Regions from separate parts of the Mus musculus genome. Here region 2 is linked to region 1. The links are chromatin contacts, called in public HiChIP or PLAC-seq maps. All regions are on one chromosome and are shown on one strand. Each heading gives the region's core, a stretch centred on a gene start, on an enhancer-like site or on the middle of the called end of the contact. The rest is flanking DNA. Distances are from core to core; before and after follow the strand shown.

The links. HiChIP or PLAC-seq counts read pairs in DNA pulled down with a chosen protein or histone mark.
Region 2: a contact with region 1 is called in an H3K4me3 HiChIP or PLAC-seq map of stem cell-derived neural progenitor cells, with 2.4 times the contacts expected there. The contact joins the enhancer-like site here to the promoter of Tmem263 in region 1. A contact is called at or near these places in 5 of 39 promoter capture datasets (the 3T3-L1 cell line, 3T3-L1-derived adipocytes, cranial neural crest and 2 more), 1 of 484 Hi-C or Micro-C datasets (embryonic stem cells), 3 of 115 datasets of contacts at active chromatin or transcription factors (embryonic forebrain, memory CD8 T cells and stem cell-derived neural progenitor cells) and 1 of 9 other capture datasets (embryonic stem cells).

What each region holds. Positions count from the first base shown.
Region 1 is chr10:85,099,398-85,105,743 of GRCm38.p6, forward strand. Tmem263 (transmembrane protein 263) reads left to right here and starts at 3,230. Exons shown (of 3, transcript NM_001013028.2): 1 at 3,230-3,600. It overlaps Fhl4 (four and a half LIM domains 4), which reads right to left and starts at 3,098. Exons shown (of 2, transcript NM_010214.4): 1 at 2,899-3,098; 2 at 1-91.
Region 2 is chr10:84,690,725-84,697,070 of GRCm38.p6, forward strand. Polr3b (polymerase (RNA) III (DNA directed) polypeptide B) reads left to right here. Exons shown (of 28, transcript NM_027423.2): 20 at 2,073-2,282; 21 at 4,831-4,989; 22 at 6,225-6,342. Among named protein-coding and RNA genes, the nearest start is that of Rfx4, 62 kb to the right of the region's middle. Within about 2 kb of position 3,732, at least 11 of the 459 cell types and tissues checked have an H3K27ac peak or open chromatin away from gene starts, as enhancers often do. A contact at or near this core is called in stem cell-derived neural progenitor cells, where this site is marked.

The sequences.
Region 1 (6,346 bases), core at 1,980-4,479:
GAGAGTTTAAGGAAGTAGAACCTTCTTGCCTTACTTTCGTGATGAAGCAGGAGTGACTGATTGTATAATTTGTTATCTTCATAAATTTTACCTATAAAGAGGAAAGGCTAGAATGAGTAAAATAACTGGTGAAGAAGCAATAGCCACTTACTAGTTGTCATTTTCATTTTTGTGTATTCTATTTGGTGACCTAGATTATATTCATGATCTTGTTTATGTTCAAATATTAGAAAGTAGGCCTCATGCTGTTTGGCGTAACTAGAAAATACCAAGGCCTAGGTATATTCTAGCAATGTTACAGCCTCCTGATAATCAGCACTGGACCATTTGCTAGATTTAGGGACTGCTTTTCTCTCTTAGAATATAGTGGTTAGAGTGCAGTGGCTTTACCTTAAGCCCAGAACTTAGAAAGATCAAGAGTTTGAGGCCAGCTTGAATTAGACAGTGAATTCAAGATCACCCTGACTTATACAGAGAGAGTTCATCTCAAACAATAGTATGATTGTTTAGAAGTTGGACTGAGGTCATAAAATTTGACTATAGAATTTTATCTTAAACAGTTGTGAGGTTGGCCAAATTATCTAACTTAACTGCCTCATTTCTTTGCATGAATATAGAATAGAATGTTTGCCTCATTATTGAAAGAAATGAGATGACACAGACTAACAGTGGTGTCAAACTATATGTTTAAAAAGGTAGTGAGTCAAGGAAAGCCAAGATAGTTCAAGTAATTATGCCAGGAAACCAGTAAGAATGTGAAAATAGAAAAGTATTATAACTTACATTGATGGTAACCTATTCAAAGCTTCTGATCATTTAGTTCATTTCAAAATACCAAAAGTATATGACAAAGTGAACATAAAAATGTGTTGCCCTTACACTAATTCATCATATAAATGCCAATAGAAATACTGTGAAGATGATGTCAACTCAACAAAGGAATTATTTATGCAAAGAACTGGATCAACTTCCTGTACTGAGCAGAAGGTTGGACCCCTCCTTCAGCTTCAGTGCTACAACATATAATTTATGTTTTGCTTTCACAATTCTGTCTTCTGTCTTGCTACTTTCTGGTCTTAACATTTTGAACTAGCCCAGTCTGTTAAGCAATGTCACTGCTAATTACTCCAGGGTATCAATAAGGTAACTAATTTTTTGAATGTAACCAACTAGAGAAAAACTGAGGCACTTAAACTAGAATTAACTTTTGTTTTAGGTGATGGAGGTACAGTTTGGGGCATGCTAGGCAAGTACTCTAAACTGAGTCATAATCTCAGCTATTTATAATGTAGTATAAGAAAGTTTTGCCTTAAGTTACTGCATTAAGAACTCATTATTTGAAGACATTTAAAGACATTATATAGAAATAAAGATATTACAGTATTAGAATCAAGAACTACAATGGAGGTCAGCCTATAAAATAAATAGGGCCTGATTTCATTGAGGTTCCTTCTGGTTACACCAAGCTATCTGAAATCAAGATAGCATCAGGATAGAAACAATTCAATTAAGATTCTCATATAGACAAGAGTGGCTTAGAACTGAATGGGATGTTGTTCTTTTTAAAAAGAAGATGGCATCAGATAGCTGTGAGCTGACATGTGGGTGTGGGGAACTGAACTCAGGACCTTTGCAAGAGCAGTGAGTGCTCTTAACCACTGGGCCCTCTCTCCATTATTATAGGTAAGGAAACTGAGACAGCAAGAACTGACTGGGGTCAGATCTATAAGAAATACTGGACTACCTGTACTTGTAGGTTCAGAAGGAGCCAAAAGCTCCCTGGTACCTTCATTGGTTTATGAAACAGAATATACCACTGCTTTGAATTATAGCCTTAATTACTAGCAAAACTGTAAGTCAATTTGGAAAGAAAGTTATAAAGTTCTGCATTGTAATTTTGCCCAGGGTTCAATCTTGAAATCACCTATTAAAATCCTATTAAGAATTCAGGAGTCTATGACAATAAAAGATTGGTACTCAGTTAATACCACAGTTCAAACTCTCCTAATCATCATTCTCTTTTAGTTCTGTAAAACAAGATTATCATAATTTCAGCACAGTGATCTGAATGGACTTAATTCATCGATTTGATAACGGTTAAGCTCTAGTTCATTCTATTTAAGAACTGAACCAAGGTTAGCTCCCTCTCAGGATTTTTTGTTGTTGCTGTTAGCATCCCTTTTCTGAGACTTGATAAACACTTGCTATCCAGTTACACCACGCTGATTACTTTCATTTAAAAATTGAGGTCCCCTGTCCTGTGTATGTTTCCACTTGATAACTAGGTCGTGAAAAGAAAAAAAATCTCACGTTTTGGTATAATTTCTCAGTAAAGCCCCCTTACACCCACAGTCTCTCTTCTTATCTTTCCCAAAAGTGTAGGGTGGACTTATTGTCATTTTTATCTTAAAGATGTTGAGAGTCAAGGAAAAGCTAATAGCAATTATCTAGTCAGGTAGCCATTTCGTCACGTCTCTGCTTCCTCCTCACAGCCTTCCTAGGCAGCTATCACAAGCCCCCTTGGAAGCTCACTGTCCTGTTTCCCATCTGAAGCAGAGGCAACGCTGAACCCAGAGGACTTCCCAGACAGCATCTTCTTAGGCTGCTCAATACTTTACAGGACCCCACCAGGGATCCCCCCTCCCCCCAAGGCTGGCAAGAACGTGGAGGGGCCCTGACGAAGCCCTAGTTAGGAAGTGACAGTTTTCCTCCCTCTCCAGTTCAATTCTCACATCGATGAACCAACCTTCTTTCGCTACCAAAATTCAAGGCCCCCTGAAAGGCCTTGGGCATCCGCTGTGTGATGAGGGCGAACCTGACATGTTTACGCTCAAGGACTCCAGGTGGACCAACAACAACAACAAAAACCCCACACAAATTAGCAAGGCCTCGCCTCACCCTATCACTCGGTGACACAGGCTCGCAGAGCGCCCTGGGGAGAGCGACTGACAGAGGCCCTGCCCGTCACTCCCTTAGGGCAGCAGCTAAAGGTTGAAGCCCCTGGGCGAAGGAGAGGGAGACACCGGCGAGCATGCCGCCCTCCTCAGGGGAGAAGTTCTAAACCCCCATAACCGTTAGTTCCCTCGAGCCCGGAGAGTGGCCGAAGACTCGGGCGAGGCCGGAGGCGCGCGCCTCGCCGGGGCAGCGCCCCCTCGCCTGCTCTGATTGGGTGGCCGGGGCGGAGGGGGCGGGGAGACCCTCCGGATGAGGCGCGCGCGCAGGCTGGCCGGGGGCTGCTGGGAGGGCTGCGCGCGCCGAGCGACCGGTGGGCGCGGGAGGTGGGGGGGCGGAGGGCCGGGGGCGCGAGTGCGCGTGCGCGTCGGAACCCGAGGCGCGGGAGGAGGCGGGAGCTCCGGAGGCTGCGGAGGGGGCGGGTCGCGTCAGGCGCCACGTCCGCAGCCAGAAGCCGCCGCTGCCGCCGCCGCCGCCTCGCACCGACCTCGCACCGAGAGTCTTCCGACTTCTGAGCCGGAGAAGAGCATCTAGGTCGCGTAAGCCACTCCCGGGCCGCATCAGGGCCTCTGCTGCCCCGGCCGCTTCTGCTGTTCTCCGTGCCACCGCTCCCTCCGCCCGGCCGCAGCTCCCGGCCTCGACCCCGCGGTGAGTGAGTGTGTCCCATGGCTGGGGCGGGGGCGGGAGGGTGTCGTCGGCCTGAGTGGCCGCACTCCGGGCCCTTTCCCGTTAGCCTCATCTGCACCTCACCTGCACGACCCCGGGGCCTGGCCGCTCCAGCCTGGCCCTTTGCGGGGGGACACTGAACGGGAGGGGGATGGGCGGGAGTCGTTGGGGGGCGTACGGAGGTATGGGGTTACCCCAGTGGGTCCACGAGTTTGTGGACGCGGTGTCTGCAGTTGAAGGGAGTCGCTCTGGAAGCCTGGGTCTGACCTCTTGCCTTGAGTGTCAGGCTGGTGCGGAGGAGGAGATGGGGCATCCGAGGAGGAGCCCAGCTTCCTTGCCCCACTTAACTTCTGACCTGTTGATAAACGGTCCCGGTGGGTTCAAGTACACAGGGCTTGGCTCCAAGCGGAGATTCCCGCTGCTCTTCCTAAATCGGGAACTCCACTCCCACGCCTGTTCTAAGCCCGCAGGTGTGGGAATGAAGAGGGGCGCTGGCAGTGTCAAGGAGTGACTGGGGAGCAGGGGGGAAGGAGTCCTGGAGCAGCCGCCAGTGCAGTCACTGCCGACCCCAAGCTCAATCCAAAACCGAGCCTGCCATGCACAAGCAGCATCTAGTCTAGCCCCGGAGCTGCCACTCGGGATCAAGTTGGATCGTCTCTCTTAAGCCCGTCTTATATTGGAATTCCGCAGGAACTAGGGTGTGCTGGATGGACAACGAAGGGGCGGAGGAAGGAGGTGTCCAAGCCAGCACCAGCCTCTAGGGTCATTTTCTGCCTCTCCTGCCACGTCACTGCTCTGCTCAGGGGAAAAAAAAAAAGACTTGCTTGTGCCTAAAGGTGGATCAATGAGGGGGAGCTAGGGCTGCTGGGAAGAGTTAGAAACACCTAGACTAGGAAGCGAAATCTTACTTGATTGTGTCTTTTGTATCTTGTGAACGCTACTAATCCAAAAGGAAACATTGTGGGTATTTGTATCTGCTATTGGTTAGTGCTTAAAACTTCTAGTTGTTGCCGCTCAAGGGCTATCACACTAACAGGTAAGTATGTTTCCATTCTTGCTTTAGCAACGCTTAATACACATCTGCTTTCATTTTTCACTTTCATTTTTTTTTGTATAGCAGCACTTATACCAGAAACTAAGTTCAATGAAAGCATCATTCGAAAAAAGTTCAATGAAAACATCATTCGAAAAGTTTAATTGATTTTAACATATAAATTCAAAAGTGTTTGATATATATATGTTTATATTCGGGGAAAATCTTGACTTTCCCGTTTCCGTCCTTGAGTCTTTACCCTTTTCCTACATTCTGATGCTACTGGACCAGATGACATACAATTAAGAGTACGGTCTTTATGTTCACTCATTGTCTCAACAAGATGTGGCACAAAGTAGGAATGGCAGCATCTATTGAACAAATTAAGTGTATTTTAGTGAGGATGACAGAAGTACTGGTTTTCTGGCTTGGCAGAATATTTTAATCCTATTTCATGTTTCTTTAAGAAAAATACTTAAAACTATTTTGACAGTCTCGATTATTTGTCACTTTGTGTGGGATTTTTTGTTTGTTTGTTTGTTTTGTTTTTTTCTGTGTAGCCCTGGCTGTCCTGGAACTCACTTTGTAGACCTGGCTAGCCTCGAACTCTGAAATCCGCCTGCCTCTGCCTCCCAAGTGGTGGGATTAAAGGCGAGCACCACCACTGCCCGGCCGTGTGGGATTTTAAAACTTTCATTGATAAATTTTTCTTTGTTGCCAAACTCAGTGCTTTTCTTGTAGTCTATTTGCTGTTAATTTAGTTGGCGGGAGCTACCTTTTATACAAGCAGTGATCAGCATTGTTAGCTACAGAAGCATAAAACCCAGCAAGGTGATGTCTTGCTGTGCATTGCTTGCTAGTATATGTGTAGTTTTGAAACTCCTCAAAGTTAGTTGGCAAAGGAATGAAGACATGCTATTTTCCACGTAGCCCATGCAGAAGAATTCCCTCCCTCCTTCTTCTTAGATAGATTCTCATTCTAGAGCCTGGGCTGGCCTAGACCTCCTAAGTCTTGCTGTAGCTTCCTGAGAGCTGAGATTATGGGTGTGAGCCACCATGCCTAGTTTAGTCTTTTTCTTATACAAGAAGCCTGTTACTTGTGTAACAAATGTTTAAAGTGACTTTGAAGGTAAAGTGTTACACACTGTACACACTGTATTTTGTAGTTGAGCTTTTTACTGTTAACTTACTTGACTTTAGAGAGGTTATACCCTGAGGCTTTTTAAAAAAACATATTTTTAGATCTTGTTTTCTTTGTGGCCCCAAATTAAATTTGTATATAAAATGTTACTGAAACTCACAAATGACATTTCTTCATCAGTGATTTTATTTTTTTCTTAAAAAATCCACACATATAACAGAAGGAAAGGTTTCCAACAGGTGTTTGGTTGCTTGTTTCTATTATTGGAGTAAATTACCCTCTAGGGAATAGTGGTATTGATATTTGCTTAATATATTTGCCAGCTGCTGTATTATTTTGTACTAGATAAAGATTATTCCTTTCCCATTATTTGCTATCATGTTATACAGTCTGTAGTAAAGAAGTCTTTTATTGTTGCTATTATAATAGTTTACCCATGCCAGGATCAAAAGATTGAACTGATTATGTTTATAAAATACATTTAGTCCTTTGCTTTAATCTAAAGGCTGTTGTCATCATTGCCTTACTTTAGGAAAGCTTTTTTTTTTTTTTAA
Region 2 (6,346 bases), core at 2,482-4,981, 410 kb before region 1:
AAGTATAGTACACAGGTTTTTTGTTTTTGTTTAAAGGAAAGTTTCCAATGAGTCATAATCCTAGATATGCTAAATGATTTTGCCGTTCCTCCACTAAGTGGTCAGTAGCAATGCTTGAGGATTCTGCTCTGGCCTTGAGAGCCCAGTTTATAGCAGGCTCAGGCTCCACAGCCATTGTGGAGAGACAGCCACTTAGGTTTCCCTGTGGCATGATAATGCTTGTCTCAGTTTCAGAAGACCTGTCTTGGCAGCCTGCTGGGACAGTGCCTGTATCCCCAGCTCAAGCTGCGTCAACTACACAGTTGGAGCTGAAGTCACAACGTAAACTTTAAATGGTTTCATAGAGAGACATAAATGTCTTATCCGTGAGCTGTTATGACCCCAGCAGCAGTCGTAGGCTACAGCAGTGAGTGGCCACCATCAGGTATCCTGTCTGCTTTATTTGTTGTCACTGAAATGACACAAATTGTACTTCCTAGTGCAGTGCAGACTCAACAAAAGGTCCATGAGGTTCAACTTGACTATTGTTTCTCTGCTGACTTTCGCTAAGTTCTGTGAAGACTGAAGCACAGGTGCATCCATGCTCTGGCAAGGAGCACGGTTTCTTCCCTCGAATTCACTTGACATTTCCTGAGCAACCGTAATGAGTTCCTCACTCTGCAGTGCGCCTTCTGCGCGGCTCTTGTCGTTGCCTTTGGTGGTGATTGTCAAGAGTGGCAATTTTTTTTTCCCTGCTCAAGTAGTTGGTTTCAGCCCTGATTTGAGATTGCTATTGATTTTGGGGGGGAGGGAGGAGGGCGGACAGGAGAGGTAGTGCTGGGAATGAAACGCAGGTGAGCCAGTAGCACAAAGATGCAGAAGCTAGAGGAAACGAAATAGAGAGTTTGGGTATCCATCCCCAGGGCTGATGAGAATGTGTGTATGTCACCATAGAGGCCCATGTGTAAAACAAGCAACCCCTCACCACAGTCACTCATGAGTGAAGAATGCTCAGAAGTGAAGGTGATTCAGTAGCCCCCATGAGATCTTACAGCAGGGTAGGTCTCCCATCTCCTCGTTTAAAGTCTCTGTTTTACGGTCAGCTATGTGTCTATGAGCCCAAAGGATGGAAAAACTCTTCTTCTGGAAGGCCATAAATTCCACTGTAGGGTTAAAGTTCAGATTTCACTTGTAGTTAACAATACCCCAGTAACACACCCTTCTAAGGCCTGTAAGGGGAGAAGGCTAAGAAGGAAAGAGCTCACCCTAGCCAGGCAGTGTCCCCCCTCCTCACCCTAGCCAGGCAGTGTCCCCCCTCCTCACCCTAGCCAGGCAGTGTCCCCCCTCCTCACCCTAGCCAGGCCGTGTCCCCCCTCCTCACCCTAGCCAGGCAGTGTCCCCCCTCCTCACCCTAGCCAGGCAGTGTCCTCCCTCCTCCTCCTAGCCAGGCTGCATTTTCACTTCCTTAAGAGAGGGCCCCTAGCCTTTTCCCAAGTGTTCCTAGTGTTTGACAGGTGATGGTCTTTGGAGGTTTTGTTTGTTGGTTAGTTGGTGCTTCATAAATAACAAATTAGCAAGCCCGTGCTTCTCTGCCTTCAGTTGAGATCTTCTTTCCTGATCCATTCTCACTTTTTCTGACATTTAAATCTTTTGTTGTCATTAGTTCTTGCTGTGTGAGCTCTTGCATGTGAAAACCCAGTGTTGCTCAAGTCATCCTAACAGAGCCCAGTGCAGGATTGTGAAGTTAACTTGTGAAATTAACCAGTAACAACGAAAATTATGCAAATAGGATCGATTGCCCTTATTAAGTCCAAAAAAGTTGAAATTGTTTAGATTGTTATTACTCTGATTATATGTTTTCTGGGATTTCAAATATTAGTAACTTTTCTCAGTAATATTTGAAATCCCAGAAAAAAATATAATCAAAGTAATAAAGATGCTTTAGAAAAAATCAATAGCTATATTGTATTATTTTGAAATGTTTAACCTGAGGTTCTCCTCATTTCAGTTAAGTTTAAGTATTTAAACTCACTGCTACCTGATTATTCTACAGGATATAATGGTTGTTTTTGTTTTCTCCAATATCAATAAAGGTACCATTGGCTACAATCAACGGAACAGAATTGATACACTTATGTATCTACTAGCATATCCACAAAAGCCCATGGTTAAAACAAAAACAATCGAGTTGATAGATTTTGAGAAGTTGCCGGCTGGCCAGAACGCAACTGTTGCCGTGATGAGCTACAGCGGCTATGACATTGAGGACGCGCTGGTTTTGAACAAGGCCTCTCTGGACAGAGGTAAGTGAATTCTTAAATACCAGAAGAACTCTTTTGCAGAATTAGATATAGTAAGTGATGATTATAAATATTACTTGGGGTCAGAATGCAGTGCAGGTTCAAAACAATTGAATTTTATACACAAACTGGAGCTGTTGTATCGTTTTATTTAAATTGAGAACTTCCTGTATGAGTACTGTATTTACATCATTGCCACCCATCTTCCTCCCTCCTTCATCGCCCTATCCAGAGTCTTAAATGTTGCTTGTGTGTACATGTGTTTTGGACTGACCACTTGGGATTGACTACTTAGCAGGGAGTCTGTCTGTAAGAAAACTATTTTCCCTCTTGGCAGCCATTGATTGCCTATAGCTCTTAATCTAGGCGTAGAGACTTGTGCATTTCTGCCCACCTTGGCATATCAGCTAGTGTTGTCATTGTGCAGCTCTTGTGTAGCCATTTCCTTGAGGTCTCCTGGGTGTGGTTCACTGCCATGTCGAGAAAACTGTAAGACCTGCTACACTTTTGTGTTGGTTTTGTTTGCTTGCTTTGTTCTTAATGACTGACATTGAAACAATGTATTAAATGTTTAACTTCAGGATCTTTATTTCTTTATTTTACTAGTAACTTGAACATTTCTCATAGAGAATATAATGAGGGGCTTTTTTTCCCCACCAGGAATTAAATAGTATGTGAAAGGTTCATTTTTTTGTGTGTGGGGTAGGGGGTGGGGGGCTGGGGGCTGGGGTGGGGGTTGGTGGGGTGGGGTGTCTGTTTTTAATAAATCTGGTAATACATGCAACAATAAACGTGTTGAGAGGGCAGGTGGGAAGGGCTGTTACTATACAGCTTAAGTGCACAGCCTATGATCCATTTGTTAGCCACATGTCAAAAGCCAGGGATGTACAGAGACACAAACCTTATCTTGTAGTTTTTGTGCTTTTTTTATGCTTCCCTCTTTTAACGTTCTCCTTCCACAGGTCAGCACTGCATGACCTAGCCAGCACCACCTGGTCTGCAGGCTGACTTCTCTATTCAGGCTCTAGCTCCTTCCCTCTCTGGCATATCCACGATGCCTCCCCTTCCCTCTCCCTAGTTGCTAGGCAGCCATAATAGTACTCCTAGACATGTGTCACTGGCATTAATGTTGGCTGCACTGAATTTATGCCCCTTTTTTTTTCAAGTGACAACAGCCATGCTTTGAAACTAGATATTTTCCTTTCTGATTAACTGGTAACGTTGATGGTGGAAATCTGAAGACTTTGTGATGTCTATCAGAAATACAATTTAATGATCAGAGTTTACCCTCTGTTAGCTTTTAAGCTTCCGCCTATAAATAAAATGTCCATTTATGCTTAGAAGAAGCCATGGGATGATTTCGTGCCATTTGGACTCCCATACACTGCAGCGTGTTGTTAATGGCTGTTGAATCACAGCTTCAGATCATGTAATATTAGCAGAGCAGCTGGCCCTCCGAGCTGAGTTTCCCTAGGCTGCACAGGCCACTGGGAGCCATGATGATAAGCAGCACCCGAGACTTGCAGATGACTCCATCTTACATTTTGTTCATCCTACAGTCACTCTCACTTTATAAAAGGGAGGAGGCTTGCTTGCTTGCTTAGCTCTAACCATAAATGCCAGAATCAAAGAAAGGAAGACCTTTCAGGGAGGCTTGACAGAAACTACAACACAGAGAGTTTGTGCTGAGCAGCCTGGCCTGAGACTTGGTGGGGTTGGTCTGTTTTCAGGTGTGCTACCAACTTCCTGAGTGACACTGCTTAATTCTCTGGCCCTCACGCAGAATGCCCAAAGGTGGTTTCTAAGGCCCTTTGCCGTTGTGGTATTTTGTGGCTTTGTGTCACTGTCCTCCAGCATGACCTGTTGGATGGTGTGCTGGAGCATGGCTGTGGGAATCAGTGTTACATAGACAGTTGGCAGAGGAGCAAGAGCCATCCTCATTGTTACTTGGGTTTTGCCGGTAACATTGGTTTTACCAATGGTAAAGTAGTCTGAAGTTTGTGTTTTCATTTTGTTTCTGGAAATGTGTGGTGAAGTGGCTTATTGACCAATGGTAAAGTAGTCTGAAGTTTGTTTTTTCATTTTGTTTCTGGAAATGTGTGGAGAAGTGGCTTATTGACCAATGGTAAAGTAGTCTGAAGTTTGTTTTTTCATTTTGTTTCTGGAAATGTGTGGAGAAGTGGCTTATTGACCAATGGTAAAGTAGTCTGAAGTTTGTTTTTTCATTTTGTTTCTGGAAATGTGTGGTGAAGTGGCTTATTGACCAATGGTAAAGTAGTCTGAAGTTTGTTTTTTCATTTTGTTTCTGGAAATGTGTGGAGAAGTGGCTTATTGACCAATGGTAAAGTAGTCTGAAGTTTGTGTTTTCATTTTGTTTCTGGAAATGTGTGGAGAAGTGGCTTATTGACCAATGGTAAAGTAGTCTGAAGTTTGTGTTTTCATTTTGTTTCTGGAAATGTGTGGAGAAGTGGCTTATTGAGTACCACAAATCCATGTCTTCTCTTAGTTTCATATTACCAGGGATTCTGACCCATTTGGGATTTCATTTCAGGTTTTGGGCGTTGTCTTGTGTATAAAAATGCTAAGTGCACCTTGAAACGATACACCAATCAGACCTTTGATAAGGTGATGGGTCCCATGTTGGATGCTGCTACCAGAAAACCCATCTGGCGACATGAAATTTTAGATGCAGATGGCATTTGTTCTCCAGGTAAAAACCCTTAAAAAATAATGGATTTCAGTGTATAGTTTTTTAAATTGTGAGAGGTACTTAACAGTATTTCTGAATTTTTGATAAACAGGGCAGAAAGTAATCTGTACTGTAATACCCCCATCTACATTCAGCCAGTGTGGTCATTTTCACTGAATTTTCTTCCTATGTTTTTCTATGCATTAAGTGTGTTTTCCCATAGCAAAAATGCATCCTAGGCATAACCTTAAATTACACAAAAGCCACACTTGAAACCATGTTTTGAATCCGGTCTTGACTCTGCATCTATGCTGGTTATTTCTAAATTCACACATTTTGTCTATGGTCTGACTTTGGACTTCCTTTTCCCTAAAGGGAAGGACTTCATTATGATTACAAACGTGTAATGAGTTTGTAATGAGACAGCCCTTGCCTTTGGTCCTACAGGCTAGTGTAGAAGGCAGACATTACATCAGATCACACACAAGCATGTCAGGTTACATCCAGAGTAAGGGATCAGAGAGAGAACCATGAGATCATTGTGTGGCAAGAGGATTTGCCCTGGTGAAGAAGATCTGCACTGTTAGGAAATGCGCTGATGTCTGCAGATGGGTAAGAGGCGTCTGCTAAAGAATCAGAAAACTCCAGTGGAAACCTGTATGAGTGACAGAAGTTTGGTAGCTGAGGTGGTCTGAAAGGAAGACTGCATATTAGGGCTGTGCGGAACACAGGGACCAGCTGAAAAGTCTGGTGTCAGACCAATCATCTTCTGTACGACCCAGCCATAGTTCCGCTCTGCATGGACGGTGCTCTAGGGAACATGAATCTGCCAAGTGTGTGAGTCTCCTTCACTCTGTCTACCTTTGTTTCTTTGGAAATTTTTGTGAAGCTTTAACACAGATCACCATGGCTTTGGAAATAGGCAGGAGAATGGTTATTTAAGTAGCTGTTCCTTAAACTGAAATAGTAGCAAAACCAGAGATTTTATTTTTTCCTTTCCAAGGTAAGCTGGCGGTGGCTTGGTACTGGTTGAGATGTCTACAAACAAGTAGTGCTCCTAACCTACTCTGATAGCCTAAGAGATAGATACGTGAACTCCGTTGACTGGGGTGATGTCTGCCTTGCTGTGTGATCTCCAGTTCTAGTTCATTGGGCTGGGGTTTCACTTGGCATGTAGTGCTCAGTCTGTTTCTGATTCATTACATGAGAAAGGTCAGGTGATGGCGATGTGTTTAATGCTCTTCTCTTTTCTGTAGGTGAGAAAGTGGAAAACAAACAGGTGCTTGTAAACAAGTCCATGCCCACAGTGACACAGATTCCTTTGGAAGGGAGCAACGTGCCACAGCAACCACAGTATAAAGATGTGCCTATCACGTGC